Linked DNA regions of Hordeum vulgare: region 2 is linked to region 1. The links are chromatin contacts, called in public Hi-C maps. All regions are on one chromosome and are shown on one strand. Each heading gives the region's core, a stretch centred on a gene start, on an enhancer-like site or on the middle of the called end of the contact. The rest is flanking DNA. Distances are from core to core; before and after follow the strand shown.

The links. Hi-C and Micro-C count contacts between places; a contact is called where the count stands out from the background.
Region 2: a Hi-C map of leaf shows a contact between it and region 1, with 4 times the contacts expected there. The contact joins two enhancer-like sites. A contact is called at or near these places in 4 of 6 Hi-C or Micro-C datasets (leaf and seedling) and 1 of 1 datasets of contacts at active chromatin or transcription factors (embryo).

What each region holds. Positions count from the first base shown.
Region 1 is chr4H:518,744,288-518,752,097 of MorexV3_pseudomolecules_assembly, reverse strand. No RefSeq gene overlaps it. Among protein-coding and RNA genes, the nearest start is that of LOC123446750, 27 kb to the right of the region's middle. Within about 2 kb of position 4,592, at least 2 of the 3 cell types and tissues checked have open chromatin away from gene starts, as enhancers often do. A contact at or near this core is called in leaf, where this site is marked.
Region 2 is chr4H:519,567,687-519,575,496 of MorexV3_pseudomolecules_assembly, reverse strand. No RefSeq gene overlaps it. Among protein-coding and RNA genes, the nearest start is that of LOC123449240, 7.9 kb to the left of the region's middle. Within about 2 kb of position 3,531, at least 2 of the 3 cell types and tissues checked have open chromatin away from gene starts, as enhancers often do. A contact at or near this core is called in leaf, where this site is marked.

The DNA of each region.
Region 1 (7,810 bases), core at 3,343-5,842:
TTAACGTGTTTAAAAATGTTTAAGGTGTATATAGAAAAGGTACAATGAAAAAAATAGAAATCAAAACACATTTTTAAAATATATATTAAACAAATCATAAGCATACCAAAAATGTACACTATTTATGTTAAAAATAGACATGAAAACATAGGTTTCAAAAAATGTTAATCATGTATTTAATAAAGTTAAAGATGTATAAAAATATTTGCAATATATAAATAATTCAAAAAATATATTAGTACACATGTTAAAGATTTACTAGAAAATATTTAACATGTATACAGAAAGTATGCCATGTGTATACATGAAAGTGGACAAGTGCTGAAAAGCAAAAAAGGAAATGCGAAATAAAATTTAAAAAACAGAAGAACATTGAAATAATGATGAAAACCAATGAAATCTAGATAAACTATAAAAAGAAAAGAAAAAGCAGAAAATAAGTAAAACAAAACAAAACCAATAGAGAAAGAAATGAAGAAATATGTTGAAACCCAAGAGAAAAAAAATGAAAATATGGAAACAATAAAAAAAAACTTACAGAGAAACATAAAATACAATGAAAATAAGGAAAAGTAAAAAAAGTAAAAAAGAAATGGAAAACCAATGAAGATACATAAAACCATTGAATACCGAAGAAAATTGTAAGAAAGATAAGATAAAGACGGAAGAAAACATGCATGAAAGAAAGAAAGAAAAAACAAATGAAAATCATGAAACAAAGACAGAAAAGAAAGGAAAACAAAACAAATGAAAACTATACAATGCAAGCAATGTACAGAACGAAGAAATAAGCATCTAAACTATTGATCGAGCGATCAAAACCCAGCTAACAAACCGAATTACTCCCTCCGTTTCTAAATATAAGTCTTTTTAGAGGTTCAACTAATGGACTACATACAGATGTATATAGATATATTTTAGAGTATAGATTCATTCATTTTGCTTCGTATGTAGACATCTAGTAAAATATCTTAAAAGACTAATATTTAGGTACGGAGGGAGTAAGCGAGTAGCAAACATAAAAAAAAAAGCATTGAAAGAGGCTGGCCCCATAAGTACGAGAAGGGGAAAACCTTCACGTGAGCCCGGCGTACATTTCGCACTAAGCGACAAGAGCTTCGAAATCATTAATTGATGAGTATTTTTTTAAAGATCATTTTTATTATTTTAGATTGACATAAGTGACATACTGCATATATGTCACATGTCGTAACCTTTTTTTTTTTTTGTAAATTTGTATCTTAAAAATATTTTATTTCTTAAAGCGTGCGTTTAAATCTTGAACCGTTACATCGCTTTGCTGCTCACATCAAGATCTTCAAAACTAGACCACATGTTGATACGTTTTTGAAAAAAATCACGAAAAACCAGACGGAAAACCGTGTCTCTCGTGATAGAAAAAACAAAAAACACATATTTTCCATTTTTGAGAGGCATGGTCGTGCCTCTCGCGGAAGCAAAATCATGTCTCTCGTGATAAAATAGAAAATACATTTTTTCATTTCTGAAAGGCATAGTCGTGCCTCTCGCTAAGGAAAAACCGTGTCTCTCGCGGAAAAAAAACCGTGCAAGCCACGATAAAAAGAAAAAGAGAAAACTTGTTTTTTTCGTTTCAAGAGACATAGTCGTGCCTCTCTTAAAAGCAAAATTGAGCCCTCGCGAAAACAAAACCGTACCTCTCGTGATAAAAAAACAAAAAACATTTTCTGTTTTCATTTTTGAGAGGTACGGTCGTGCCTCTCACGAAGGCAAAATCGTGTCTTTCGTGAAAGCAAAACCGTCCCCCTCACAAAAAAAGTGAAAAAAAAAATTCTCTCGCAAAAATTAAAAAACACATTTTTTTTCATGCATTTTTCTCAAAAAGCTAGGAAAGACCTGTCGAAAACCGAAACACAGAAAGAAAACAGGAAAAAACCAAACTCAAAAACCAAAAACGCGTGCGAAAAAAAAATGAAGTGCCAAGTAACGGTGTGAGGGAGTGCTTTCTGGAAGATTTCCGAAGAAGTGGGGATTACCTATTTAGCGCTGCAGGCGCCCGTTTGTGTGCAATTTCACACCTCTTGCTGGGCCGGCCCGTCAATTTACAGTTTTAATCCGCAAAAACATCAGTCTTCCTGGGATTCGAACCATACACCTAGAGATTGACGGTTCGTTCGTAACACCACCCGACCACAGACAAAGATCTCGCGGAAATAAAACCGTGTCTCTCGCGGAAATAAAACCGTGTCTCTCGCGAAAATAAAACTGTGCAAGCCACGATAAAAAGAAAAAGAGAAAACTTGTTTTTTTCGTTTCAAGAGACATAGTCGTGCCTCTCTTAAAAGCAAAATTGAGCCCTCGCGAAAACAAAACCGTACCTCTCGTGATAAAAAAACAAAAAACATTTTCTGTTTTCATTTCTGAGAGGCACGGTCGTGCCTCTCATGAAGGCAAAATCGTGTCTCTCGTGAAAGCAAAACCGTCCCTCTCACAAAAAAAGTGAAAAAAAACGTTTTTTTTCTCTCGCAAAAATTAAAAAACACATTTTTTTCATGCATTTTTCTCAAAAAGCTAGGAAAGACCTGTCGAAAACCGAAACACAGAAAGAAAACAGGAAAAAACCAAACTCAAAAACCAAAAACGCGTGCGAAAAAAAATGAAGTGCCAAGTAACGATGTGAGGGAGTGCTTTCTGGAAGATTTCCGAAGAAGTGGGGATTACCTATTTAGCGCTGCAGGCGCCCGTTTGTGTGCAATTTCACACCTCTTGCTGGGCCGGCCCGTCAATTTACAGTTTTAATCCGCAAAAACATCAGTCTTCCTGGGATTCGAACCATACACCTAGAGATTGACGGTTCGTTCGTAACACCACCCGACCACAGACAAAGATCTCGCGGAAATAAAACCGTGTCTCTCGCGGAAATAAAACCGTGTCTCTCGCGAAAATAAAACTGTGCAAGCCACGATAAAAAGAAAAAGAGAAAGCTTGTTTTTTTCGTTTCAAGAGACATAGTCGTGCCTCTCTTAAAAGCAAAATTGAGCCCTCGCGAAAACAAAACCGTACCTCTCATGATAAAAAAACAAAAAACATTTTCTGTTTTCATTTCTGAGAGGTACGGTCGTGCCTCTCATGAAGGCAAAATCATGTCTCTCGTGAAAGCAAAACCGTCCCTCTCACAAAAAAAGTGAAAAAAAAACGTTTTTTTTCTCTCACAAAAAATTAAAAAACACATTTTTTTTCATGCATTTTTTTCAAAAAGCTAGGAAAGACCTGTCGAAAACCGAAACACAGAAAGAAAACAGGAAAAAACCAAACTCAAAAACCAAAAACGCGTGCGAAAAAAAAATGAAGTGCCAAGTAACGGTGTGAGGGAGTGCTTTCTGGAAGATTTCCGAAAAGTGGGGATTACCTATTTAGCGCTGCAGGCGCCCGTTTGTGTGCAATTTCACACCACTTGCTGGGCCGGCCCGTCAATTTACAGTTTTAATCCGCAAAAACATCAGTCTTCCTGGGATTCGAACCATACACCTAGAGATTGACGGTTCGTTCGTAACACCACCCATCCACAGACCAAGATCTGCTTTCTTTAGACTTTTTACACCTTTTATTTCTATTCTTCGTTTTCCTTTTTCCATCTTTGTTTTCTGTTGTTTTTCTTTTTCTTTTTTTCTTTACCCTTTACTATTTTATTCGAAATTCCTAATTGTTTTATTCAAATAGAGGAAGTTCTTTTCTAAATCCATGAATAGAACTTTTCAAAACCCGTGAACTTTTTTTCAAATTGAAGAACCTATCTATAAATGGAGGAACTTGTTTTAAAAAATTTATGAACTTTTCACATTTATTCGAACTTTTTATCAAAATCTATGAACTGTTTTTTTAAAAATGAACGTTTTCCAAATTTAAGAAGTTTTTTGAAAATGATGATTTTGTTTTCAAAATCGATGAACTTTTTTTGAAAATGATGAATTTGTTTACAAAATCGATGAACTTTTTTCAAATCGATGAACTTCTTAAAAATGATGAACTTTTTTCAACATCAATGAACTATTTTTGAAATCAAAGAAATGTTTTCAAAATCAATGCACATTTTTCAAATAGATGAACTTTTTTCGAAAATTGATGAACTTTTTTCTCAAAATCGATGAACTTGATTCAAAATCAATGAAACTTTTCAAAATAAATGATTTTTTAAGTCAATGAGCTTTTTTATAAATTGATGAACTTTTTTTCGAAGTTGTGTGCTTTTCTTAAAAAATAACATTTTTTTTTCTAAATTGATGAAACTATTCAAATCCTTGAGCTTTTTAAAAATAATTCAGGAAACTGTGTGATACAGTACACATGTTATAAATAGCGCCACAAGCTTTTCTTGTACTTTTGGCGCTTTTATAATTCAAGGAAGTAGTGTTGTTCTAGTGGTGATGCACACTCGTATGTAAAGACCTTGGCTCAAGTTTGAATTCTCGAAAAGGCCGCTTTTTTGCTGGTTTTTACGCTCTTACAGTGTCTCGAGCGGTCTCACCAAACGCGTAAATCAACCTTATTGGGCCAGGCCCAGTCGGGCAATGCGTGGGCGCCACTAAGCTGTAGCGGCGCTGAAGGCACGGCTTTGGAGTTCTCGAAGGAGTGCTCGCTAATTAGTTGCTCTCGGAGAGAGCTCCTATGTTCCACCCGCCTAAAGACTGGCGCTAATGGGCCGGCCCATTTCGAGCTATTGAACTGCAGGCACACAAAAAAAACTACAAAGTGTTTGCTCGAGAGACTCGAAATCACCACTTTATTCTCATATGCTTGTGGTACTAGCCAACCGAACCGGTGAGTTCAAGTGATATATTCACGGGCGATGACTTAAGTAGCAAACATTAACTGATTTTTTTTGAAAAATCGGCATTGAAGATTTTGTATTATTTGTTGAACATTCCCTTAGTATATGATGAACATTTTAAATTATACACGATAAATTAATATAAAATGAACATTTTCCAAAAATATATAAATGTATACATTGAACAACTTTTGAATATGGATTGAACAATTGTAATATATGTTGAAAACTTTTCAAATACAGATTGGACATTTGTAATATATGTTGAAAACTTTTCAAAAACAGATTGAACATTTGTGTAATATACCACTGAACAAATTTTAGAAAAACAGGAAATACTTCATATACATTAAACATTTTTCTAATATACAATTAACTTTTTATAATGCATGATGAACTTTTTTAATATACCGTTAATATTTCCTAAATATACGATGAACATTTTGACAACACACAATGAGTTTTGATTAATATAGGAAAAGGGAAACAGTAAAAATAAGAAAAAGTAAATCATAAAAATAAACAGGAATAAAATAATGGAAATATAAACAGAAACAGAAAGGGAAAAACGAAATTAAAAAAACAAAAAAAAACAATGGACAAAAAAAACCTGAAGCAGGAACGTGCAGCACCCGCTCGTGTGAACTGGGTCAGCCCACCAGCGCACGGTGCGAGCGGTTCCTCCTCGATGATTCGCTGCGCATTGGCGGGAAATAGGGATTGCCACGGGCGAACTCTATTTAGAGCATCTCCAACAGACGCGTTATACAAGCGCCGCGTCGTAAAAAAGACAGTTTTAACGCGTGCGTAACGCGGCTGGCAGCTCCAGTGGGCGCATGAAAATGGCGCGCGCGTCATTTCCAGTTCAGCGCGCTGGCCGAAACGCAATCTCGCGCCCCTTATTTGCTGCGCCGGCTCCCGCGCGCGCGACTCTCCCGCGCTCGCTCCTGCTCTCTCCCGCGCCCCCGCGCTCGCTCCTCCACTCTCGCGCCGCCCCCATCCGACCGCGCCGCCGCCGCCGCTCGCGCCCCCGGCGACCGTTCAACGCTTCCCCGGCCTATCCCCGCGCCGCCGTCGCCGCCCGCACGAGTGCGAGTGCGACGGAGGGCTGAAAGGGTAGCCCGTTTTGTTGCCTCCTATCATGTCATTCGGCGCCCCGCAACGCACAATGATCTTCAAAAGGATCTGATTGAAGAATGGTGGGCATGGCATGGACGACAAAGAGCATGATTTGATTGCATTATTTGTATTGTATTGTTCATGAACTATTGGTTGTGTTTATTGCATTATTTGTTGTACTGAACGATAAACTATTTGTTTGAGTTGTAATAACTATTTATTGTTGATTTATTTTGTTTGTTTAATCGTTTTTCTCCTATTTTTTAAAATGTATATGTGGTTTATACGTGCTGCTGCATTTTTGGGCACTGCTGAAACGACGCGCGCTGCATTATAGCGCGGCTGTTGGAGCCAGCGCTTATCGCCGTGCTAAATCAGCCGAAGCGCGCGCGGTAAATACATTTTTTAAACGCAGCACGAAGCGCGGCTGTTAGAGATGCTCTTAGCTTCTCACACGCCGGTTAATATCTATTTAGATTCAGTCGTTTCAACCAGCACTAAGAGAAGTTCGTCATTCTCTAGTGCCCACACGCATCTAACCACTGTGCATTCCAGCAACGGTTTTGTTAAAAATCAGTCGACTCAGACTTCACGTTAATTCTACATTAAGATTTATGTAAATTAGTTTTTTTTTACATACTATATTACTTGACTGAGATTTCGCGAAGTCTCAGTCGATTGAGACCTAGACTCTCCCTTCCAGCAAAGAGTGTCCCCAAGAATCCCCGTTCCCACAGATCGCACACGAACTTGACGTGACCATATTTTGATGGTGGACCAAATCAGCAGGCGGTATGGACTGTTGTGCAAGCCGCCAAAGGAAGATTTGAATTTTGGACGGCTCTTGAACCTTCCAAAGTTGACACCACGGTTGTTCTTCTCGTTTAGAAACCGAAGAATCGCCTCGCCCCTCCCTCATGCCAAGACTCTCACCGGAGCTTTGTGGTCACAAGCATCCGGTAGGCAGAACGGACGGAGAAAACACCCCTCGGGTCATGGTTCCATGCCCAAAAGTTCTCTATTTGTCTGGTGGATATCGGGATAGATAAGCTTGCGTCAGTACCAAATTGAATGAAGGTATTTCTTGCCAAGGCCCTATTACAGTCACTTGCGTTGTGCAGCATCAGCTCACTCACAAGCTGAGTTTTTTTTAGTACGACTAGTAATGGGTCTCATGTTATGCTCGTGGGGTAGCCATTTGTCCTGCCAGATGTGTGTTGTTGCTCTGTTACCTACTCTCCTAGCCTAGGCGCCGCCGCCCTTTCTTCCTTCCCTCATCGCCGTCGCCGGGTGACGCTGCCGGGTGAAACCCGCGTGGCAGACGGCGGCGGCGGGGGGACTCCCTCTCTCGGCTCCCCTTCCTCCGCGGGCGGCGGATCTAGGCGGTTGACGGCGGTGTCCTGTGGCGACCGGGGTCGGGCGCGAGAGGCCAGGCCTCGACGAGCGGTGGTGGGGAGCGGGGCGCTCGGCGGCGGCCCTCGGCAGGCGGTGGCGGGCGCTGGGCTAGCGACGGTGCTCCGACGTGTGCAGGCGGTGGTGGCCCGTGTGCGCGGTTGGCGGCTCCCTCTTTGACCCGGACGGCGCCGGGGGTGGCGGCGCCTGCGGCGGCGGTCCTCGCTGGATGCTGGTGGCCATGGTGTTGCTTGTCCTCGACCCCGATCTACTCCGATCTGCAGCGGTTCCGGCCCCTGATGGCTTCTTGTTGGTCTTGGGTGCTCGCCTTGCAGATCCGGTGGTTGGAAAGGTTCTGCGGGAGTCCCTTGGCCGGTGCGGCGGCCATTCCGAAGGCAGCGCCTTTGGGTGTTGTTCCCCTTGTTGGAGGCTTCGGAGAGGATCCCCTTGTTGGGGAACGTCGCATGGGAAACAAAAATTTTCCTACGCGCA
Region 2 (7,810 bases), core at 2,282-4,781, 820 kb before region 1:
AATTACAGTTTCTCTACAAGTAATTTTTCAAAATTATCTAGCCTTGACTGAACGAATGGAAATGAGGTGAGCCATGTGTGCCCATGGCACAAAGTGCCAGCTATCGAACATATAAAGGACGCTAGACTACCCGCCAAACTGGCCGATCTGCGTCGCGGCGTGATTTTGGTTCGCACGATCTACCGTGCCAGGTCCTTTTTACGCTGCTGTCAAAAATCCGACCGCCCATCTTTCTGCACGTCGTGGCTTTGAGTATGAGTGGATGACGTCTGGGCCACCCTTGCGCGCAGGCCCAGCTTTGTAGGATCAAATGATAGAGGCAATTGTGGTCACGCATAGCAGGTCTTAAGAGTACCGAATCCAGCTGGCGGTGGTGGTGGGTGGGGGGGGGGGGGGGGGGGGGGAGATGGCGGGACAAGCATTACACACATATAGCCACACCAGACAGAATTGCCATATAAGTCCCAGCAAATGCATTCACCACTGGAACATATTCTGTTCATGCCTTGTCTTGTTTCAAAAGTTCTTATTGATTCTGCCAGATATTTGCCACTTGATTTGATTTTGGCGCGTCCACACCAACGCGTTTCTGATATTCATTCAGGCACACTGTACTTTTCCCCCATGATCACCAACTGATAATGTGTTGTTTTTCTTATGTAAAAATACGCACCTACTAAATGTGAGATGTGATCTAATAGGTATATTGTTGCATCAGGAATGGCCAGATGGGTCAGTGATCATGTTTCAGATCACGGATTACAATGTTGTTTCCTTTTTTTTTTCTTGAAATCACATGGGGCCTGTTTGGTTTGCAGTCTAAGGTTGCCACACTTAAACTTACTCATGCCACGATGTCTTAGGAACGTATTTGGTTCATTGCCACACTATTTTAGCTACATGGTTCACATGCCATAGACTCGATTTTTTGTCAAATCTTGCCACACTAGTTGTGACCATTTTGTTAGCGACACTGTGGCTAAGCTTAGTTGTGGCAAAGTTTACAATGGCACGTCAGTGGTGAGTTTAGCAGGAAAGGGAGGAAAAGTCTCTTGACTGCAAATGGGGCTAAAGCAGGCTTATCTTAAGGTGCATCCGATACTTTTCTCAGGTCTGGGATAACTCGACTCAGAGGATGATGCTTCTTCCATAATGTTCCCATTCTGTCACTTTATCTGTCCAATAAGAATAACCAAGCATGGCTGTAGAAAAATGTGCAACATGGAGGGGCTCCCTGTTGGCTCTGGTAAATAAGTTGGCCCGGCTTCAGTCTGTTTGGGGCTAGGCATACCCATGTCACAGTCGATATGTCACATGAAGACTGCAGCTGTTTTGATCTGAATCAATCAAGTTTGCTATAGTTCAGATTGTGGCCCTGCTGGGAAACGCTTGCTGTTTTTATTTTTATTTTTTTATTATCGACACGCGCATGCATCTTGCCGGTAAAATATATGCCCTTGTCGTTACTTGTTAGTTTCGGCGCCATGTTTGATGCAAAAAAGAAAAAAGGAAAAATAGATGGGGCCTGCTACGCATCCATCGGTGGATGTTTACTAAGCATCCACCACTTGAAGGGCCGTCCGATCTACACGTAGCTGTCCGATCTGCTTCGACCAGGCACACCATAATTTCTGAAACGATGGCTGAGTTGCAGATACTTTCGCTTTGTTGCAAGAAATAAACTTTAGACCCGTTAATTCCTGAAACAACGGTCGAGTTTCAGAAACAATTTGCTTGTTGCAGGATTTTTTTTCTTCGTCTTTCTGCAACATAGGTACTTTTGCGGAAGAATTTTTTGCAACAAAGGTCATGTTTCAGGAATTTTTGCAATAAATGTCAAATTGTAAAATTTTTTTGCAACGTTCATGGGCGGCATGGGCGGCGGCCGGATGGCCAGCCGGCGTCGCTGTCGAGCGGCCATGCTCCCTCTCCGCCTCCTCCCCTCCACGCCGCCGCCTTCCTCCCTGCGAGCACCTCCCTCTCCTTCACCGCGCTCGCACCCTGCAACTGGCACATCTTCGCCACCGCCGAGGAGGCGCCCGCTCCGGTGGAAGCCGAGGTGGAGGAGGTGGTAGAGGATGCCGCGGTTCCGGAGCTGCGAGGAACGCCTGACACATGCTCACGTGTCGATCGAAGGAGGTGACGGATGTCCTCTGCTCGATTTGCCGGTTGAGGGATAGACTTTTCCAAAATAGATGGAAAGAAAGATGATTACTGATTATTTTCTTTTTGAGACAAGAAAGATGATTACTGATAACAATGCCATGATTGTCCGGAGGATGGAGACCATGTTTGCGTTTGCAGAAATGGGCCAATGCACACTGTTCGGTGGACCATGCGCGTGCGTGGGGATGGTCCTGCGATTTGGTTTAAGCCGTGTAATTGCGATGGCCCAGTTGCACGCCGGTGATGAATTGCAACCTAACAAATTTGTGGAGTCGGGGGCACATGAAGACAGACGCATTTTCGTAGCAGCTGCACAGGGCTAGCTAGCTGCTGGACCGATCGATCTCATCGATCGATCAGGATTACCCACTAGCTACGGCTACAGGCTACTAGCTAGCTTGATAATTGGCAGGCGACGTACTACAAATATGTGTGAAATTGCTTGCATTCCATGGGTGATGGGCCCCTTTGCTGGAGAACTTTCATGGCTGCCTGTGCCTGGTGATCTTTCGGAGCATGTACTACGTACGGGCCAAGTAGAGTACTTACTGTCACTGCACAACCAATGCATGGCGAGCACTGTTTTACGTACCGGACCGTGCACGCACGTACTACTACACCACCTCCCTTCTTCCGATCCAGGAGCAGTGGATGCTGGCGAGTCAATTCCCATCAGATTACTGTGCGCAGGCGCGCGTGCCCGTCGCGTCTCGTCCCGTCTCCGTGTCGCCCGACGAGCGATGTAGTAGTAATAGTAGTAGTAAAATATAACTATAAGTTTTCCCGTGTGTCGGCATGGAACCAACACGGCTACCCCCCCTCCCGTCTCCGTCGTGTCAGAGTGAGACAGGGTCATCCACCGATAACGATAAGCCAATATGCGTGGCGACACATGCATGCATGTCGCTTCAACAATTTTAATTTTTTTTTACCACAGTGTTATCTCTCCACATCACGTCTCTTCCTAGCTGGAATAATAATCGGAGACGGAGGGTAACATGCAATGCATATCCATCCGACGTGCTGATGGATTAACACCACCTGATCACCAATCAAGCGAGATGGAGCTAGCATAGCATAGCGTAGCATATGCGTGGCATTCCGTGCGTGCAGCGCCAACGGCAACGAAGAAACCGCTCCGGCGAGGCGATGGGCGGGCGGTGGACGGCGACGTGACACGGGGCAGGGCAGGCATGGGTGGCTGCCTGCCGCGCGAGAGACAGGGGCCGATAATGTTGTGGTGGCCGGCGGTACGGTGGTACGCGCTGCTACTGGGTAACGAGCGACACGATCCCCCGATGCCTGCCCGCCCGTGTAGGCACCAGCTAGGCAGCCACCACATGGGCGCGATCGCCCCTACCCCTTTCGCCGTGCCAGCCACTGTGCCGGCGCATATGCGTCCATGCCCGCCACTGTGCACGTACCGGCAGCAGATACCATTACCACGGCCCGATTCGTCCCCGCTCCCGTGCACGCCGGGGCCGAGGGGCCACCACTCCGGCTGCCTGCCTGGCTCGTGTCGTCTGCTGAGAGGCAAAACCTTCGAGTTCCAGTACCGGCCAATTGTACGTACGTACTCGTAGCTCCGTCGCGGGCCGGCCTGGATCGCGCGCATCGCGGCCGCTGTAGCGGCGCACGATCCGATTCGACTCGAGTCATGTCGATCGAGCACGAGCAGTTCAATCAGCACGGACGGACGGTGCGTGCGTATATGTATCGACATCTTACTGGATTGGAGGCCACATGCGTGCGCGTCCGTATATGAACATGAGCCTGCTGCCCTGCATCCGAAAAGGATGGGGGGCTGAAAAGGCCAGCGGTACGACCGACGGGCGACGCTTTCCCGATCGATGCAGCCCGCGTATGGGCCGGCCGTACCGTACTGATACGTACGTATACGCGCGCCACGCCGAACGTGCCTGTCTCCTGATGATTCGAATGGCTTGGAGATTGCTGATCATGCAGCCCCCTGCTACCACGCGCCGTGCGTAACCACCCACCAGAGGGATGACATGCAACCATACGTCCATACGGAGTACGTACGTGCCAATTAACCAGGGGTGCACGAAACACGATCGCAGCTGGGGCCAGGAAAGGGGAACGTGCGTGCTCTATCGTGGAGCAGAGCGCCACCTTTGGGGTGTGTGTGCGTACACGTACGTACGTACTGCCCGCTGCGGAATGGGCCGTGGTTTGTTCGCGTGCATGGAGGTGGTGTTCCCCTGCAGCCAACTGCTCCCTCACTGCTAACCAGCGACCAGCAACCATTTAATCACCAGCCTACCTCTCTCTCTCACTCTCTCTTTACGTCTCTGTCTGTTCGTCTCTCCGGCTAGCTGGTAGCGTGAAAATGAACAAAATTAACCCTTCTTTAGAACTTCAACACAAAATAGTCTTAAATTGAAAATATTTCATAAACTGATCCTTTTTTACATGACTCCGGGGCGGGACGCCATGCTAGACAGCATGACGCCCTAGTCCCGGACGTCATGGTAGCGACATGTAGCATGATGCCTCGGGCTAGGGCGTCATGCCAAATAGCATGACCCCATAGCCTGGGACGTCATGCTATCTAGTATGGCGTCCTAGCCCCGAGCGTCATGTAAAAGGATTAGTTTATGATTTTTTTAGATTAGGGCCATTTGTATAAAAGGTTCAGATAAGCGTCAGTTTGGTTCAGGCTGGCCATAGTGGGATATCTTAGATAGTATCATGTACTTGAGACTAGTAAACATGTTGATGTGACAGAGAGTTAAAGAAGAAAGAAAGGATTAGAGTAACATAGGTACATACCGTACCATGTTAAATGCTATGTTTTACTCCCTCCGTTCCTAAATATAAGTCTGTTAAGCAATTTCACTATGTGTCTACATACGGAGCAAAATGATTGAATGTACACTCTAAAGTATGTCTATATACATTCATATGTAGTCCACTAGTGAAATATCTACAAAGACTTATATTTAGGAACGGAGGGAGTATGTGTTATGCATGTCAATAAATAAGGTGACCTATGATACTACCTTATGATACTATGCATTATGAAGGGGTATCAAACGATAGTATCATATGCATGATATTATTATATGATACTTCCCACCATGAGTAGACTCATTTTCACACTGATAACGTGGTACTAATTGTTGTAGTGGCCCAAGATCGTAGTGTGGTACCGCCAAGGGCACACAGTCTAAATAGGCAAGTGCACGTTCCTGTGCTCGAGTCATTGCACATGCACTTTGTGTCCACTCGATTAAACCTGAGAATGGTTATTAAAAAACTAGGTGTAACTGTTTGGTTCTTACTTTGGGTTTGAATGGTTCAGGTTTTATTGGGCTGAACTTTTTTGGTTTGGTTTTGGTTTGGGTATGTGGAGAAACCAGTTTGGTTATAGTTGGATATGGGTTTAAACAGTTTGGTTATTAGCGGTTACAGGGGCGGAGCCAGAAATTTTGGTCATTGGGTTCACTCAATAACTCGCTCTGAGAACTTGGTACTAATATGTGAAGTGTAAGGTCTAATTTTAAATTACCATATAACAAAATTGTAGCACCCAAAAACAGTATAATGAAAAAAAATGGTATCACATATCACACATTGTGTTGCATTATAAAATAAAGAATGCAAGACATACTCGTTCAATAAAATTATAAAATCACTTGTTCATATATTATAAATAGAGTAGTATCAAATAACTTTGTAGCTTCAGGTATAGCTTCTCATCTTCCTGGAACATTGAAAACATGACAAATTAGTTTGACAAGTTTAAAATAACTACTATCAACGAAATAATCTTGTAAAGGTACTCACATTTTATAGGGTCCCCTTTCGATCTTTCACCGCCTTAAAAAGATTAAACACTTCATCATTGGTAATGGTAGAAAATATATCTTTCTCCACATAGTAAATTAGACAATCACTCATGAACTGATCACCCATTTTGTATCGCAACTTCTTTTTGACAACATTCATAGCTGAAAAACATCTCTCCGCTGATGCTGTGGCAACTGACAATATGTACTAGCTTTAAAAGATTATAGACCAAAAGAAACGTAACATGTTTATTTGTTTGCACCATTAGTTTAGCCATATCAGCAATTCCGTCCAAATTGGCAAACCTTTCGTGTGCTCGCACATTGTCAATGTAAGTGCAAATTTAGGACCAAGATCATCCATTTTTCTTGAATCAAAGTCATCCGGATAAAACCCAGCTAGCTTCACTAAGCTATCCAAGTTAAAAGCAACAAAATATTCTTTTGGGTTGAAAGAAGCCATGTGCCAAAGCAATGCGGAATTTACCTCATTGAAGCGGTCATCAAACTCTTGAAGTTGCCAATCAATAACAGAACCGAGACACTCAATCTTGTAATGTTGAAGGTTTGTCTTATTGGTTTTTTGCCATGGTTTGTGCCGATTAACATACTGCTCCTCCATATTTGCGTTCTCAATGTGATGCTCTCCACAGAATGAATTTGCCTTCTCAAGAAGTGAGTCCCATCCATTATCCCTTAGTTCTTGCAGCTCATTTCTTGTTGACTTCACACACGTGATGACAATCTGGATATCTTGATCCTTCCTTTGTAAAGATTGCGACAAAGTATTTGAATTTCCCAATATATGCAACATCATGTGCAAATAGAAAACAAAATCAAAGGTCTAACAGTATGCTACAAGACCACGTGCCTGACATTTCTTATCACTTTTATCTTCTTTCTCAACATATTTCAGAACAAACATAACTGATGGGAACAATTTCAATAGACTTGAAAGAGTCCTGTAGTGTGAGCCCCAACGTGTGTCACCGACTCTTTGAAGAGTTTGTTCCTGATTTAAGCCCGTGCAAGTGCTAATCCGAGCACTTCCCATGGCTTTTATTACCTCCTCTCGATTTTTCTCTCTAATCACATCCTTTCTTTTGCAAGAAGCCCCAACCACATTGAATAAAACTAAGATCATGTAGAAAAATAAGCAATATCATCATGCTTCTTTGATACTACCACAATAACCAACTGGAGCTGGTGAGCAATACAATGCGCATAATACACTGACTTATTCTCTTGCATAATCTTTGCTTTCAAGCCATTAAACTCACCGCGCATGTTACTAGCGCCATCATAACGTTGTCTGTGACCTGCTTTATGCTTAATCCAATATCAACGAATAATTTTTGAAGAGTAGCCTTGAGACAAACTGCTGATGTTTCCTTCACATGTTTAATTCCAACTAACCGTTCAATGATAAATCAACGCTTGCTAAGATATCTCAAAACAATTGCCATTTGCTATTTGTCAGACACATCAGCAGCCTCATCAATCAACAAACTGAATACATCACCTCCAATTTATTCAATAATAGAGTTTAAAGTTATCAGTACAAAAGATTATTAAGTCATTAGAGAACATTTGCAACTTGTAAGAAAACATAAATAGTAGGCACTAAATTTAATGTTACCTTTGCAAAATAATTTGCAAGTTCCTTTTGAATATCTTCACATACCCACTTATAGTTTTTTGGAGCATTCTCAAGAACTACATTCCGTATAACTTCATTTTGGTTTGCCAAAGTATGTACCAACTCTCGAAGTTTTTTCCTTATTTTGTGACTCCTCTGATTAGTCATGGCCTCGGAAATCTAAGCCTTGATG